Regions from separate parts of the Sus scrofa genome. Here region 1 is linked to region 2. Evidence: chromatin contacts called from public HiChIP or PLAC-seq data. All regions are on one chromosome and are shown on one strand. The core of a region is the stretch at or near the end of the contact, and the rest is flanking DNA. Distances in the headings are between cores, read along the strand shown. Region 1 holds the start of MSL3 (male-specific lethal 3 homolog (Drosophila)). Region 2 overlaps ARHGAP6 (rho GTPase-activating protein 6).

Region 1 (6,496 bases), core at 1,385-3,884, 190 kb after region 2:
ACCACAGCCATAGCAACGCGGGATCCAAGCCCATCTGCGACCTACACCACAAGAACGCTGGATCCTTAACCCACTGAGCGAGGCCAGGGATCGAACCTGTATCCTCATGGATCCTAGTCGGGTTCACCAATCGCGAACTCCTATCTTCACTTTAAATGTAAGAAAACTGCATCACTGAGAGACTGATCACTTGTCCAAGGTTACGCACAAACTAAGAAGTGCCAAGTGTGGGAATGGAACCCAGAACCCACTACATTCTTTACCTTTATCCCCAAAAGGAAAAAGATGCTACACCCGCATGAGACATGGAGCCCTCTCTAGTGGGTCCTAACTGGATGAGGGCCGAAAGGGGTGCTGCCGTAGGTGGTATGGGTAGCGTTTAGGACCCTGAAGCCTTTTGCATTCTTGGACTTTTTACAGAGAAAAGGAAAAATGCAAAGCTCAAGGACATTAGGGCTCAGAATGGAGAGAAACAAAAGAAAGCACCCAAAGTTTTGCTCTGAAAGTTTAGAGTCTGTAGAGGCAATCTCCATTCACCAGCAAGAAAAACAAAAGCATTAATTCTTCAGTTATGGCTTAAGCATGACTGGCAATTATTTGTGCCCCAGAGCTCCCCTTGCCATTTATGGGAACACTACCATCAAGATGCCACCCTGAGGAGTTCCCATCGTGGCTCAGAGGTTAACAAATCTGACTAGGAACCATGAGGTTGTGGGTTTGATCCCTGGCCTTGCTCAGTGGGTTAAGGATCCGGCATTGCCGTGAGCTGTGGTGTAGGTTGCAGACTCGGCTCGGATCTGGCGTTGCTGTGGCTCTGGGGTAGGCCGGCGGCTACGGCTCCGATTAGACCCCTAGCCTGGGAACCTCTATATGCCCTGGGAGCGGCCCTAGAAAAGGCAAAACGACACACACACACACACACACAAAATCCCACCTTGACAAACCACAACCGGAAGAGGAATCATGGCTCCGGTTCTGGCAGAGTCTGTATTATCCCAGACTCAGGTCTTCCATGTCTTCTCCTAACCTGTCCCTCCTCTGACAGCCCTTATTCTGGCCAATGGACCTGGCCAGAGGAATTCCTCCTTTCCTTTCCACCTTCGTATCCAATGCATCACTGAGTTTTGTGGATTCTATTTCATAAATCTGTAATCTAGTCAATCAATCGATCAGTTAGTCAATCTTCACTGTGTGCCAGGAGCATGCACTGATGAACTGGGTGAGAGTTCCTCCAGCCCTGCCTTCCCAAGCATCAAGGAGCTGGGCATCTTAAGGAGGGCATTTTGCAAATGAAAAGCCCTCCTCCTGCAGAGCAGTAACTGCAAGGAATGGATAAGTGGAGAGCAGTGAGGGAATCCTGGAGGGGTCTATCTCGTGGCTGTGTCCAAACTGAAGTGTGAAGGATGTGTACCAGGAACCCAGTGAAGGCGGAAGCAAGTGCACATTTCTGGAAGCAGGAACGGAGCCCAGAGTGTGGAGACCTGGCAGTTCACTAGGACCTCAGAGCTGGTCTCCAGTGGGTCCCAATGCACCAACTACATTGCCTTAAGACTGCCCATTCCTCAAAGGAAAACACACCCAGCACCGTCTTTCGTGTCTCTAGAGGTTTGCCCTTCAAGAAGGGTCTTCCAGGGACTTCCCTGGGGGCTTAGCAGCTAAGGATCCAGCTGTTGTCACTGCTGTGGCTCGGGTCACTGCTGTGAGGCAGGTTAGGGCTTGATCCCTGGCCCCAGAACTTACGCCAGCCTTGGCTGCGGGCCAAAAAAAAAAAAAGCGTCTCCCAGCGTTTGTCATTCCTTCATCCCATGTCGCCTGGGCATCCCTTCTGTGTAGGTACCCGCTAGGACAGGCCACACAATACCTCTCAACTGCAGGGAGTTTTCAGTGTATGGCAGAAGATGACCTTAACGGAACCTCACTGCACGTTCTGGGGGCTGAGACACCACGCTGGAAGCTGAGACTTAGGATGTTAAAGACCTGGTAAGGACTCATCAGCCTCGCCGCCCACTTCTCACCCGCTGTCACAGGAGGGCTCCAGGCCTGCCACCTGCTCCTCCTGGCCCAGAGGTGCCCCAGTGCTTTCTTCACCCTACAACCTTCCGCCCCCGCCCAAGACCGCTGCCCATCTAGACCCGACTCCGGCGCTACATCCTCCCCGCTTGGCCCTACTTGGCGGCGCGCGCTCCGCTTAGGTGGCCGACGCGGCGTGGCCAAGGAGCTCCCAGAGGGCGGCCGCCGGCCTCCCCACCGCCAGTGCCCCCTCATAGACGGGCTCTGTCCGGGCATCTCCCGTCCCGGGACCGAAGAGCGCGCGTCCGGCGCGATGACCCCGTGGGCGCGACCCCTTCCTAGGAAGGCTGGAGGGGCCGCTGGGCGGGCGGACCTGGGGCGCGGGCTCCCCACTCGCCGTCTACCCAGAGCCCGGCGGGAACTCGCAGAGGCGCGCCCGGTCGGGAGCGCGCGCGTCCGGCCGCTCCGAGGTCCGGCAGTGGCGCGGGGCGGGCAGAGGCGGGGCGGAGGGCGGGACGGCCGCAGCCTCCGCCAGTCCCCGCTCCGTCCCCACCACCCCCGCCACAGCGCGCCACCTCCCCGCCCCCACCCCCCTCCCCCACCGCGCGCGCTCCGCCCGCCCCGGAGCCTCGCCCTCCGCCACGATGAGCAAATGAGCGCGAGCGAGGGCATGAAATTTAAATTCCACTCAGGGGAGAAAGTGCTGTGCTTCGAGCCTGACCCCACCAAGGCGCGAGTGCTGTACGATGCCAAGGTGCCGCCGCGGAGGGACAGGGAGGACGCGCGGGACGGGGACCCCGGGACGGGAGGCGAACGCGGATGCGGGTGCGGATGGCGCCGCGGCGCGGGGGAAGTGGCGGGGCTGGGGCGCTCCCTGCTAGCGGCTCCTCGGCCTGCGCGGCGCCGCGCGGGCGGCAGGGGGCGCTCGCGGGGCACGGCGCTGGGGAGTCGGGGCTCGGGCGCTTCCGCTTCCGCCTGGTGCCGGTGGCGGTGTGGGCGCCATCGGAAACCTCGCACTTCCGGTGTCCAGAGGCTGTGGCAGGGGCCGCGGCCCCCGTTTGCCCACGCGAGGGCCGCTGTGGGCCGCGCAGCCGGGAGACCGCTCGCACACAGTCTCTGCCTTCGGGTTAAATTTCCCCTTAGGCTGCGCGGTGTAGCGCCCCACGGGCTCCCGTCCCACGCCCTGACCCCCCCCCCCGCCCCGTATCCAAGCGCCACCGCGATGGCCCCCTTCTGGCGACGTCGTTGCCCTGGGACCCAGGCGTATCTGGGCCTGGTCCCTCCCTTAGGCCTTGACCCCTCACCCCGAGGGCAAGGTTGATCCGGTGTCTTCGTCCTTCAGGGCCTTGCGACATTTACATTTTCAGTCTCCGTGTCGCGCCCCGTGCCACTCCACCTAAATCTCGGGGGCTTGGGGGGAAATTGAGCCACATCTGCAGCTCCTCAGGTCTGGATGGCGAGGGGGAGTGGGCCTCGCAGTCTGGGGGTGGGGTCCGGCCCTGGGCCCCGGGCCCCAGGTCCCAGGCCCCAGGTGTGTCTGGGCGGCGCTGCCCTGGAGAGGACATCCCAGGCCTTTCGGGCTCCGCCCCCCGCTGCCCCCGTCTCCGTTAGCTGTGCCTCCTCCCTCCCCGCCTGGAGTCTCCTTAAGGGTGACACGCCCCATCATTCGCCCCAGACGTTCCCCCTGGGGACATCGCTGGGAGGGATGGCCTAATCCGCCAGCCGAACTGGCCCTGGACGCAGCGGAGCCCAGCAGACTACAACTCCCAGAGGTCTCACGGCTGCAGCTCGCTGGTCTGGCCTGGACTCTGGTTAGTGACACATTGGCCGGCCAATGCCTTCAGAAGTGGCACCCTTTCTCACAGTCAGAGACCAATCAGGGGTTGGTTGGAGGGATGTTTCCTATTTTGAGGCATCCACTCAGGAAAAAAAATGGAATTGAAAGGAAAAATGTTTCAGCCCCGCTCTCTGTCTAAAAAAGGAGAGAATGCTTTCTTTTCTTTTAAAAAAAGGTCGATGATCTAGTTTTCCTGATCCAGCTTCCAATATTCTGTATGTTCTGTCGTTTGTGGACAACATTTCCTGGTTTCAGATTGTCGATGTTATTGTTGGGAAAGACGAAAAAGGCAGAAAGATCCCAGAATATCTGATCCATTTTAATGGTTGGAACAGGAGGTGAGTGTACTTGTTAAACCGGACGGAAAGTTGATAATCTCTGCACAGGCACATTGCAAACGTCTTTGTTAAGTTTTAGAAACACTTCATTTCCTGTTGTTGTTGTTTTTTAATCAAACCTTGCCTCCTTGGAAGAATGATGACTTCTAAATCGATTGTATTTTTATTCTCTTTGGGTCATTGTGGAAACCCCGGTTGCTTCTGTGTCTGAATGAGTTCCTTTTTCAGTTTATTTGCATCTTTTGTGTGATTTTAAAATATTTCAATAGTTTTCTCAAATGTGAAGTAATTCTCTGATGTGCTGTTAGCATTTGTTTCGTATCAAACTGAAATACTGAATGTTACATGCTTTTCCTCTTTTGTTTGATTAGCTGGGATAGATGGGCAGCTGAAGATCATGTCCTTCGTGATACCGATGAAAATCGGAGATTACAGCGTAAATTGGCAAGAAAAGCTGTAGCTCGCCTGTAAGAATACCAAAATCCTGCTATCAATGTTCCTCCGTATTTTCTTGCAGTGTTTAGAATTTTTATGATGTGAAAGTTAAAGATTCTGAAATCTGACATAGGCATGGAGTATGAATTTGGCATAGGTAAAGCTTGTTAGTGAATGGTGTTTCTATGGTGTTCTAAATAATTGCTGTGCTTTCAGGAGCTTACTGTGTAGTGTTCTGAAACAGACATTACCACTTAGGTTTTGCAGTGGAATTTGCTTAGGTACTTAAGAATAATTGTTATTAGCTACTCTTTTTTTACCTGCAGACCCATATGGGTCAATGTCAACATTTCAGTTTTGTTTATCTGTTTCAGGAGAAGCACAGGAAGAAAGAGGAAGCGCTGCAGGTTGCCTGGGGTGGACTCTGTCTTGAAAAGCCTCCCCGCGGAAGAAAAAGATGAAAATGATGAAAACTGTGAGTGGCTTGACTCGTTTTTCTCTGGTTAAAAGGATTTTTTTTTTTACCTCGTTCTTTTATACCACAGGATCGAGGGGGAAGATTTATTAGAATTATAGACAGGAAAACTGGGTTTTTTTAATGAAGTTCCTGGGCTAGGGGTCAGAGCAGGACAGGGAAACATTTTCACATTGTATACAACATTTGTTCCTTTTGTTTTTGACAAAGTAGCAGTCGGTAAGTTCCTAATTAGATCTCCTGAGTCATGGGCACTACGGCTGCCTTTTCAGCCTTTGTCTTTAACTCCTCAGAGGTCCATGCTCTTGTTTTCTTACCCCCACCCTTGTTTTGGCCACCCCCATGGCCTGTGGAAGTTCCTGGGCCAGGGATCCAACCCACGCCATGGCAGTGACCCCAGCGTCTGCAGTGACAATGCCAAATTCCTAACTCACTAAATGCTTTAAAGTCATTTACTTGTGTGATTTTTGCATCCATCAAAATCGGTGTTGTATTTTTTCAAAATAAATTTGTTTTCTGAGAGGTGCAGTATTTGTGTTTAGCACTTAAAATACATGCAAGACTGCAGTTTATTATTTCTCTCAGTAGAACACACATGCCATCTTAAAGAATTGTAAATATAAAGGTTAAGAACGTATGTAAAGCAGGTTTGCCTGATATTTTTGGGTTTTAGCAATAAGCAGTTCCTCTGATGACAATAGTGAAGAAAAGGATGAAGAAATAAGTGAAGAGAGTGATATTGAAGAAAAGACGGAAACGGTACACAGGTTTTTTTTAATTTTTTTGTATGTATAAATTTTTTATTGTAAAATCTCTTTGTTTTGGTGTATATTTAGTTGTAGAATTATGCGGTCAAATTTTTAGTTGTGAAGTGTTTTGTAAGTATACATTTTTAAAGACCAAAGATCAAGTTGGATTTCATGTTTAAGAGAAAATAATCCTTATTTATAGTTACGAGCCTTCTGTGGCTCTTTAGACCCTTAAAACTCTTGCCACAAATCATAGTTAACCCTTCCTTTCTAATTGTGAACTTCATTTTTATAGTAGTGATTAATTTTTAATTTTTTTGTTATTTTATATGATTTTTATTTTTTCCAGTGTTTTGTTAATTTTTACTGTACAGCAAAGTAACACAGTCATGTGTATACACACACACACACATATATATATATATATATATATATTCTTTTCCTTACATTATCCTCCATCAGGTTCCATCACAAGTGACTAGTTATAATTCCCTGTGCTCTACAGCAGGATCCCATTGCTTATCCACTCCGTGATTAATTTTTAAATGATGTGTATCAGAGCTTGGCATCTTCTGCCTGCCTGCCTGCCTACCAAGTGAATGTAAATCCCACTGGTAAAGTTAATTCGGGAAGAAACAACCTAAGCATTTGT
Region 2 (7,294 bases), core at 1,400-3,899:
TGCAATGGATAAGGCTCCATAAGAGGAGAAGAGAAACAATACATTAAATAAAAAGTGAATATATGACCATAGGATATACGTCATCCACAAGTATCTAGGAGCCTAATGAATGTTTTCTTAGGAGAACACAAAATGTTTGAGTGCTTAAAATCCATGTTTGGGGAAGTTCCACTGGCAGGGCCAGAGGGGCCTGAAGAATATGACCAAGGTTCTAACCAGCCCTTGAGGGTGTCATTTTGAAATTGGCTTCATGACCACTTTATTTTGAGGTTGAAAAATCTGGCACCCAGAATAAGTGTCCTTTAAAGTCTTCACTGTATTGTTGGCACTCTGGAATGGGGTTCTCCCCGTCTTCTACCGTCTTTATTCGTTTCAAGCAGGGGTCAATACCACACTGTCAGTTTGCTGGTGGGACTTAATTTCACACCGACATCTTGATCGTTTGAACAGTGTGATTTCTGCCTTGTGAGTAAATGGATTCTCCATCAGCCTTTCGGAGCCCAGCCTGTTCCTGTGCAGTGGTAATAAGATCAAACACTTCAGCAAATAGAAGAAATGATATTTAAAAATTATGTTAGACCTTTTTTTTTTTTTTTTTTTTTTTTTTAGGGCCACACCTGCAGCATATGGAGGTTCCCAGGTTAGGGGTTGAATCAGCGCTGCAGTTGCTGGCCTATGCCACAGCCACAGCAACGCAGGATCCAAGCTGCATCTGTGACCTATACCACAGCTCATGGCAATGCCAGATCCTTAACCACTGAGTGGGTCCAGGGATCGAATCTGTGTCCTCATGGATGCTAGTCGGGTTTGTTACCACAGAGTCAAAACTGGAACTCCCATTCTAGACTTACATAATGCAAGTTTGCCAATAAAGCTGAAGCTATTTGGCAGAACTCAAAACATTATCTTCAACAAACAAACAAGCAAAATCTTTTGAAGAAATGATCTCACCACCCTGAAACTTCCTACCCAAAAATATGTAAATAGCTCATGATTACATTAAATGTTCAGCTGGCGTTCAGGGCCATCGCAGGGTACAACAAACAACCTCTCACGTTTAACTCATCTTAGACACTGGCAAGCTGTGTGACCTGGGGCAAATGCTTTTCCTTCTCTGATTTTCTCATCTATGAAATGAAGGAGAAAGGCAGGGCTCTACATGATACATGAAGTTATTCTTGGGCACTACGCATGACATAATTCTCAGCAATACGAAAAATCCTATTTGGCAAGCCAATGCTTAATTCCCCAAACTATAACGCCTTTCAACAAGGTCAGCTGCAAGGAGATGTTGTGCTTATCAGTAAATATTAAATATCTGTTAATTTCAACAACCCTTAGATTCAAAATACAAAAATGTCGGTAACTATATAGTTTCTTTCCTCCAAATTCTGGCGCAGTAGGAGCTAATTTTCTCAGATAAAACTCAGACTTTTTTTTTTTTTTTTGGTAACGGATTTGGGTTTCAAAATGACCCATCAACTATGACTTCCAGATGACAAAATGGACAGAGTACAAGCCAGCGCTGAGAAACTTAAGCATAGGAGTCAAATGGACACCCTGACTCTATCCTTCATTTCGAGCTGAAATTTGTTGAAAATTATACCTTCAACCTTAGGTCCCAACGTCTCTCAAACAGGAATAAAAGCTGCTCCAAACACCGCATGAGCTGATGTTGGCTCAAGGTAACACCTAAAAACACAGTCAGGGAATGTTCCTAATTTTATTATTCACAGAGTATCTTACCATCAAGAGCATAGTTCCTTCCAGTTTCAAAAGGTGAAGTGGAACCAAGTAATACTAGATCACGTTTTTGTGATAAGACGTAAGAATTCCCAATTTAGGAAGGTAAACACGGGCAACGCCCTTCTGGATACGCAAGAATGGAGCCACTGTGACTTGCCCTGCAGCCGACCTTCTGTTTTTATTTCTTTTGAAGTCCTGCCTTCTAAATAATAAAGAAAAATATGAAACATGAGCCTTCTCCTCCTGGGAGAATTAAGAAACGAACTATGATTTAAGGATTACTTTATTGTTTCTGTGGGACTTCTGATTTATACTGTGTTAGCGTTTTATGCTGGGACATTATTTATATTTATATCCCTAATGCCCAGCACTTATTGGGTTTATAATAAAAGATTAGTAACTGTATGTGAATGTCTTTCTCCATCCAATACGCCCTTTAAAATGATCATAGTGGGAAGAATTTAATTACGGTAGCAAGAATCTTTCAAATATGTATCTTTCAAACACTATAAAATAGAATAGCACGAGGATTAGGAAAGCATTAAGCCTAAACTCACATCTGTTTTTTCCCACATTCCATCACATCGTTGTTTAGCGTTCAGAGGGTCACAGAGCAAGGGGTAACGATGCACATTTGGAAACCGCTTTTGACTAGTCATTTCTTGCTCCTATGGCCTTTTTTTTTTCTTCTTCTTCTTTCCTTTGAAGGACCATGGGCTGCTGTCTGTTTCTTCACACTTGTCTTCCAGTCTCCACGGACGGCCTCAGGTGGCTGCCTGCTTGTTTGTTAATCACTTCCTGGCAGCCTCCAAACTCCTCTAAAAGAAACTAAGCAAACATGCACCTGCACCACCCCTCTCTTTTCCAGGTCTCCATCCAATGTTCTTTGCCATCTCGGAGCCCCAAGAAAAATCTGAGACGGCGATGATAATCATCCGTAAAATATGATGCATGTCAAATCCAGTCCTCGTTATGTTTCTCTGATAAAACAGTGCCAGGAACCATGCCATAGCTCTTGAGATGAAGAGGCAGAAAAGCACAACCTGCTAAGTGGGACATAGTCATACACGGGCTTCTGTAGTTAGTAAAATGGAGCTGAACTCAAGAGGAAACACCCATGACATTTTTTTATACGAAAATCTGACATGCATCAGCCCCGCGTTCTTTGGAGTCATTTGGGCAGCGGAATCTTTGGCCTTTCCAGAAAACCCAAAAATAGCTGATGGCTTGACACGATGGCATCTAGGTAGTGACTTTCCAAAAGAACATGTCGCAACAGTTACACTGCAGTGTGGAAATGGATGTTTGGATTCCCAAGTGAAGAACGGCCTAGACTCCTGATGGCTTTCCCTCTGTGGGCAAGCCCATCTTCCATGGCAACAGAAGGCACAGGGACATTAGAAAGCTGTTACAGAAAGAAAACCCTTAGTAGGCCACCACTTCACAAACTTTCATGTCCATAGGAATCACCTGGGGATCTTGCTGATTCTGCAGGTCCACGGTGGGGTCTGAGATTCTGCACTTTCCTAACGATTTCTTAGGTGGAGCTGATGCTGCTGGTCCCTGGCATGGCCCACACTTGGAGGAAAATAATGGAATATTCATAATTGGGGTTTATTTTCCAGTCCCTTTCCTTTGTTTGACCCACTGAGAAATCTGAGCTTGCAGGAATCGAAACTGAAACACTAAAAAGTTCAGATGAGCAGGCATCAGCATGGACCTTCCTTTTTGAGCAGGGAGAGAGAGCCTCAGCAACATTCTCTTATGTCATATTGGCCAGAACTGGGTCACAGGGCCAGATTTAAGCTGCAAGGGAGGCTGGAAAAGACAGTATGTGGTTTCCAGACACTTCGCTGGGGGCAGACTCTGCCATAAGGAAGAGGAGGGAAGGGAACGGCTGCTGGTTTCCCCTCCAATTGGATGTGTGCAGGGTGCTTCAATGCACACTCCCAGGACCCAGCTCAGTAAAAAAGAAACAGCCCTTGAAACTGCCTTTTAAAGACAAACCTGTTCAGTTTCACCAACTGTTACGCAAAGCAAGTTGGGGAACCACTGATCCAACCAGTCCTCCTAAAACTGCCCACCCTGCAACACCCTATATTTGGTCCTGAGTTTCCTAAGCGAAGGGAAGAGAGTGACAAGTGGGTCTCTGGGAACCCGAGCAGATATGAGGGTAAAAGCAATGGGTTAACTACCTTCCCGGGTCTCATAGACTCTGGACTCACTTAGCACTGGTTCTCACCACCTGTCTGAATCACCTGAGGAGCTGTTTTTTTTAAAAAAAAAAAGTCCTGGCGCTTGGGTGCCAACCCCAGAGACTTTAGTCCAGGATCTGACTGGGATACAGCTCGGGCAGCGAAATGTTCTTGAGTTCTTGCAAAAATGTAATATGCAGCCAAGGTTGGGAGCCTCTGCGCTGGAGCTGCACTTTTTCATCTGTAATGTGCACACAAACCCCTTGGGGATCGGGTGAAAATGCAGATTTTTTTTTTTTAAGGGTTGCTGCTGGTTTCCCCTCCAATTGGATGTGTGCAGGGTGCTTCAATGCACACTCCCAGGACCCAGCTCAGTAAAAAAGAAACAACCCTTGAAACTGCCCTTTAAAGACAAACCTGTTCAGTTTCACCAACTGTTACACATAGGGAGGTTCCCAGGCTAGGGGTGGAATTGGAGCTACAGCTATGGGCCTATATCACAGCCACAGCAATGCAGGATCTGAGCCACACCTGGGACCTACACCACAGCTCATGGCAATGCTAGGTCCTTGACCCACAGAGTGAGACAGGGATTAAACCCACATCTTCACGGATACCAGGCAGGTTCGTTTCCACTGAGCCACAACGGGAACTCCCTAAAATGCAGATTCTGACTCCGCATGCCTTTAGTGGGCCCCGGGTCTGCATTTCTTAGCAGCTGCCTGAGCTCTGCTGATGTTGCTGGTTCACAGACTCCACTTTGCCCAGCAGGGCACTAGAGCAGAGGGACTCAAAGTGGATCCGTGGCCCACTGCAATCTGAAAACTACCTACTGCCACTCCATGACAAGGGCGGAACTCACTTAGAAATTTTTATTCAATGTTGCCAAGATACCCAAGAGCCTAATTTTATACTTTACAAAAGTAAAATAGATTTGAAAACACCTGTTCCCTGCACAGGACATCTACAAAGTGCCAGCCTAGAGCAAAACCCCCTCTACCAACATGTAAACTTGAGGGCAGGAGTGCCACTTTATTAAGCAGTGAATGCCCAGTACCTGGCCATAACGGGTACTTAGTAAGTGTTAGCTGGGTGAATGAATGAAATGCTGGCCCTCTGGTTGTGGTCTTCAAGGGTATTTTCCAAAAGGAGGTAGACCTAAGTTCACATGGATTTCAAAGCACAGAGAAAAAAGGCTGGAAAGTTGTGGGTAGGTTGAAATTTAATTTGGCTTTCAAACATTTGCTGAGAGCCCCTACAGTGTACTTTGGAGACACAGAGATGAGCAAAATGTGGTCCTGGATCTCAAAAAGCTCAATTCATCACCCTACGACTCAAAGTGTAACAAAGCAGCATTAGTGGTTGTTAGAAATACATAATCTCAGCTGGTCCCAGACCTGCCGAATCAGAGTCTGCATTTGAACAAGGCAATCACCGTACACATTAAAACTGAAGACGCGTTGCTCTAAAGAGGTGGTTCTCAACCTTGGCTCAACATTGGAATTACTAAGGGGACTTTTAAAATTGTTGGTGCACCTCAAACTAATTACATCGGAACCTCCGGGGGTGAGGTCCAGGCATCAGCAGATTGTAAATTTCCCCCAAGTGGTTTCAGCGTGCAGCCAGGGCTGAGAACCACTGGTTTGGAACTCGGGCAGGTATATGAAGGTGAAATGTCAGGCTGAGGAATTTGCACTCGTTGAATGGGCAAAGGAGGGAGGGACCTTGATGAATTGTGAGCAGCAAATTGAATCTTCAGAATTACGCCTTAGAAAGATGGTTCAAATAATTGCACTTTAATCGAATCGGACAAGGTAGAAACAAGCCATGGGAAAAATCACCTAGGAGACTACCACGATACTTATCTCAAGGTGACACTGTATTCCCTTGCCACACTCCCCACTTTGTGCAGAAACTAAGGGAGCCTTTTCTGTGTGCTGGTGGGTGGACGCGTTGGCAGTGGTGACTGAGGTCAAAGGGCTGGCGAGGGCGGCCCATCCAACAACTTGATTTGAACCAAGGAGAGCCAGTAGAGCAGATCTAAGACAAATTCTTCAGGGGAGGGTGAATGGAGAAATTCAGAGAACAGACACAAATGTCCAAAAGCAGGAGAGAGATGCAAGATTCAGGAGCTGGAGGAGGGGTTAGAACAAGGAAGAAGGGCCTGAGATAAAACTCACAGACAACGCCGGGGTGCCTGGATTTTGCATTATGGGCCGGTGGGCTTGTGAAACGGAATGTGGGCCTGGACGAAGCACACAAGGTCAGGATGGAGACGAAACTGAAAGACTGTGCCCCATCAAACCTTCAAGTCTGCGGATTCTACTGGAGGAATCAGAGCTGGCATCTCACAATGTCACTGACAGGCTAATTCTCAGTAAATTAGGAAATTCCTTCTGGTATCGCCTTTCATCCTAATCTGGTGCAGTTTTCCTGCATCCAGAGGGTCAAAGCTAAAGATGTGAGAGAGAAGGAAATGGGTTCCTTTTTACGCAACCCAGACTTTCAGTTTTCAGATGAGTGTTAATGGGTTGGACAAAGACAGGGTGGAGTCCTTACCCCCTGGACCTCCGAACGGGACCTTATTTAGAAACAGGGTCTTTACAGACGTGATCAAGGGGGAAATGAGGTGCCCAGGGTGGGTCCTAATCCACTATGACTGGTATCCTTGGAAAAGAGGGAGATGTGGGCACAGAGATAAACACACGCTGGGAGAAGACCACGTGAGGATGAGGGCGGAGATAAGGTGACGCTGACGGACGTCCAAGCCAGGAGAAACCAACGACTGCCAGGAAACGAGCAAAACTAGGAGAGCCACGGGGAGCAGACTTTCCCTGACAGCCCTCAGAAAGAACCGGACTTCTGGCCCCCCGAATGGTGAGAGAATACATTTCTGCTGCTCAGCCCCTCAGCCTGCGCTGCTTTGTTACAGCAGCCCTAGCAACTAACACAAGGCACGACACCCTAAGATCATCTGCACAGAATCAAAACCCAGGGGAGTTCCTGGGACGCAAAAGGAAGACAGTGCTACTGATGAAAATAATAACTATTCCTTGAGACTACAGTTGGTGAGGAAGGACGTGAGAAAGTATGTTTTCCAAGCTTTATCTGTGACAAATCAGGCTCGAGCGAGTAGAAAAATCCCATCTTAGACAAACAAGCAAGCAAAATACTCGCTTAGAACGTTTTAAAAAAAGACCTATGACAGAACGAGATTCTCGAGAAACATGGAAAACAGTCCTTGCTGATCAGAAATGCAGAATATGTTGATCCTTGAGGCGATTTACCATTACGTTTCCTAGAGCCGATAATAGATTCCAAAGAGCCGGGGGAGGGGGGAATGGACAGAGTCA

Evidence for each region. HiChIP or PLAC-seq counts read pairs in DNA pulled down with a chosen protein or histone mark.
Region 1: a contact with region 2 is called in an H3K27ac HiChIP or PLAC-seq map of skeletal muscle. The contact joins the promoter of MSL3 here to the enhancer-like site in region 2. A contact is called at or near these places in 1 of 5 promoter capture datasets (fetal skeletal muscle), 11 of 47 Hi-C or Micro-C datasets (brain, embryonic fibroblasts, fetal heart ventricle and 8 more) and 2 of 2 datasets of contacts at active chromatin or transcription factors (alveolar macrophages and skeletal muscle).

Annotation. Positions count from the first base shown.
Region 1 is chrX:8,516,765-8,523,260 of Sscrofa11.1, forward strand. It overlaps MSL3 (male-specific lethal 3 homolog (Drosophila)), which reads left to right and starts at 2,635. Exons shown (of 13, transcript NM_001244081.1): 1 at 2,635-2,764; 2 at 4,103-4,185; 3 at 4,557-4,652; 4 at 4,995-5,095; 5 at 5,769-5,854. The coding sequence starts at 2,663.
Region 2 is chrX:8,322,537-8,329,830 of Sscrofa11.1, forward strand. All of the region lies in intron 1 of ARHGAP6 (rho GTPase-activating protein 6), which reads right to left. Among named protein-coding and RNA genes, the nearest start is that of ARHGAP6, 120 kb to the right of the region's middle. Within about 2 kb of position 2,650, at least 1 of the 83 cell types and tissues checked has an H3K27ac peak or open chromatin away from gene starts, as enhancers often do. A contact at or near this core is called in skeletal muscle, where this site is marked.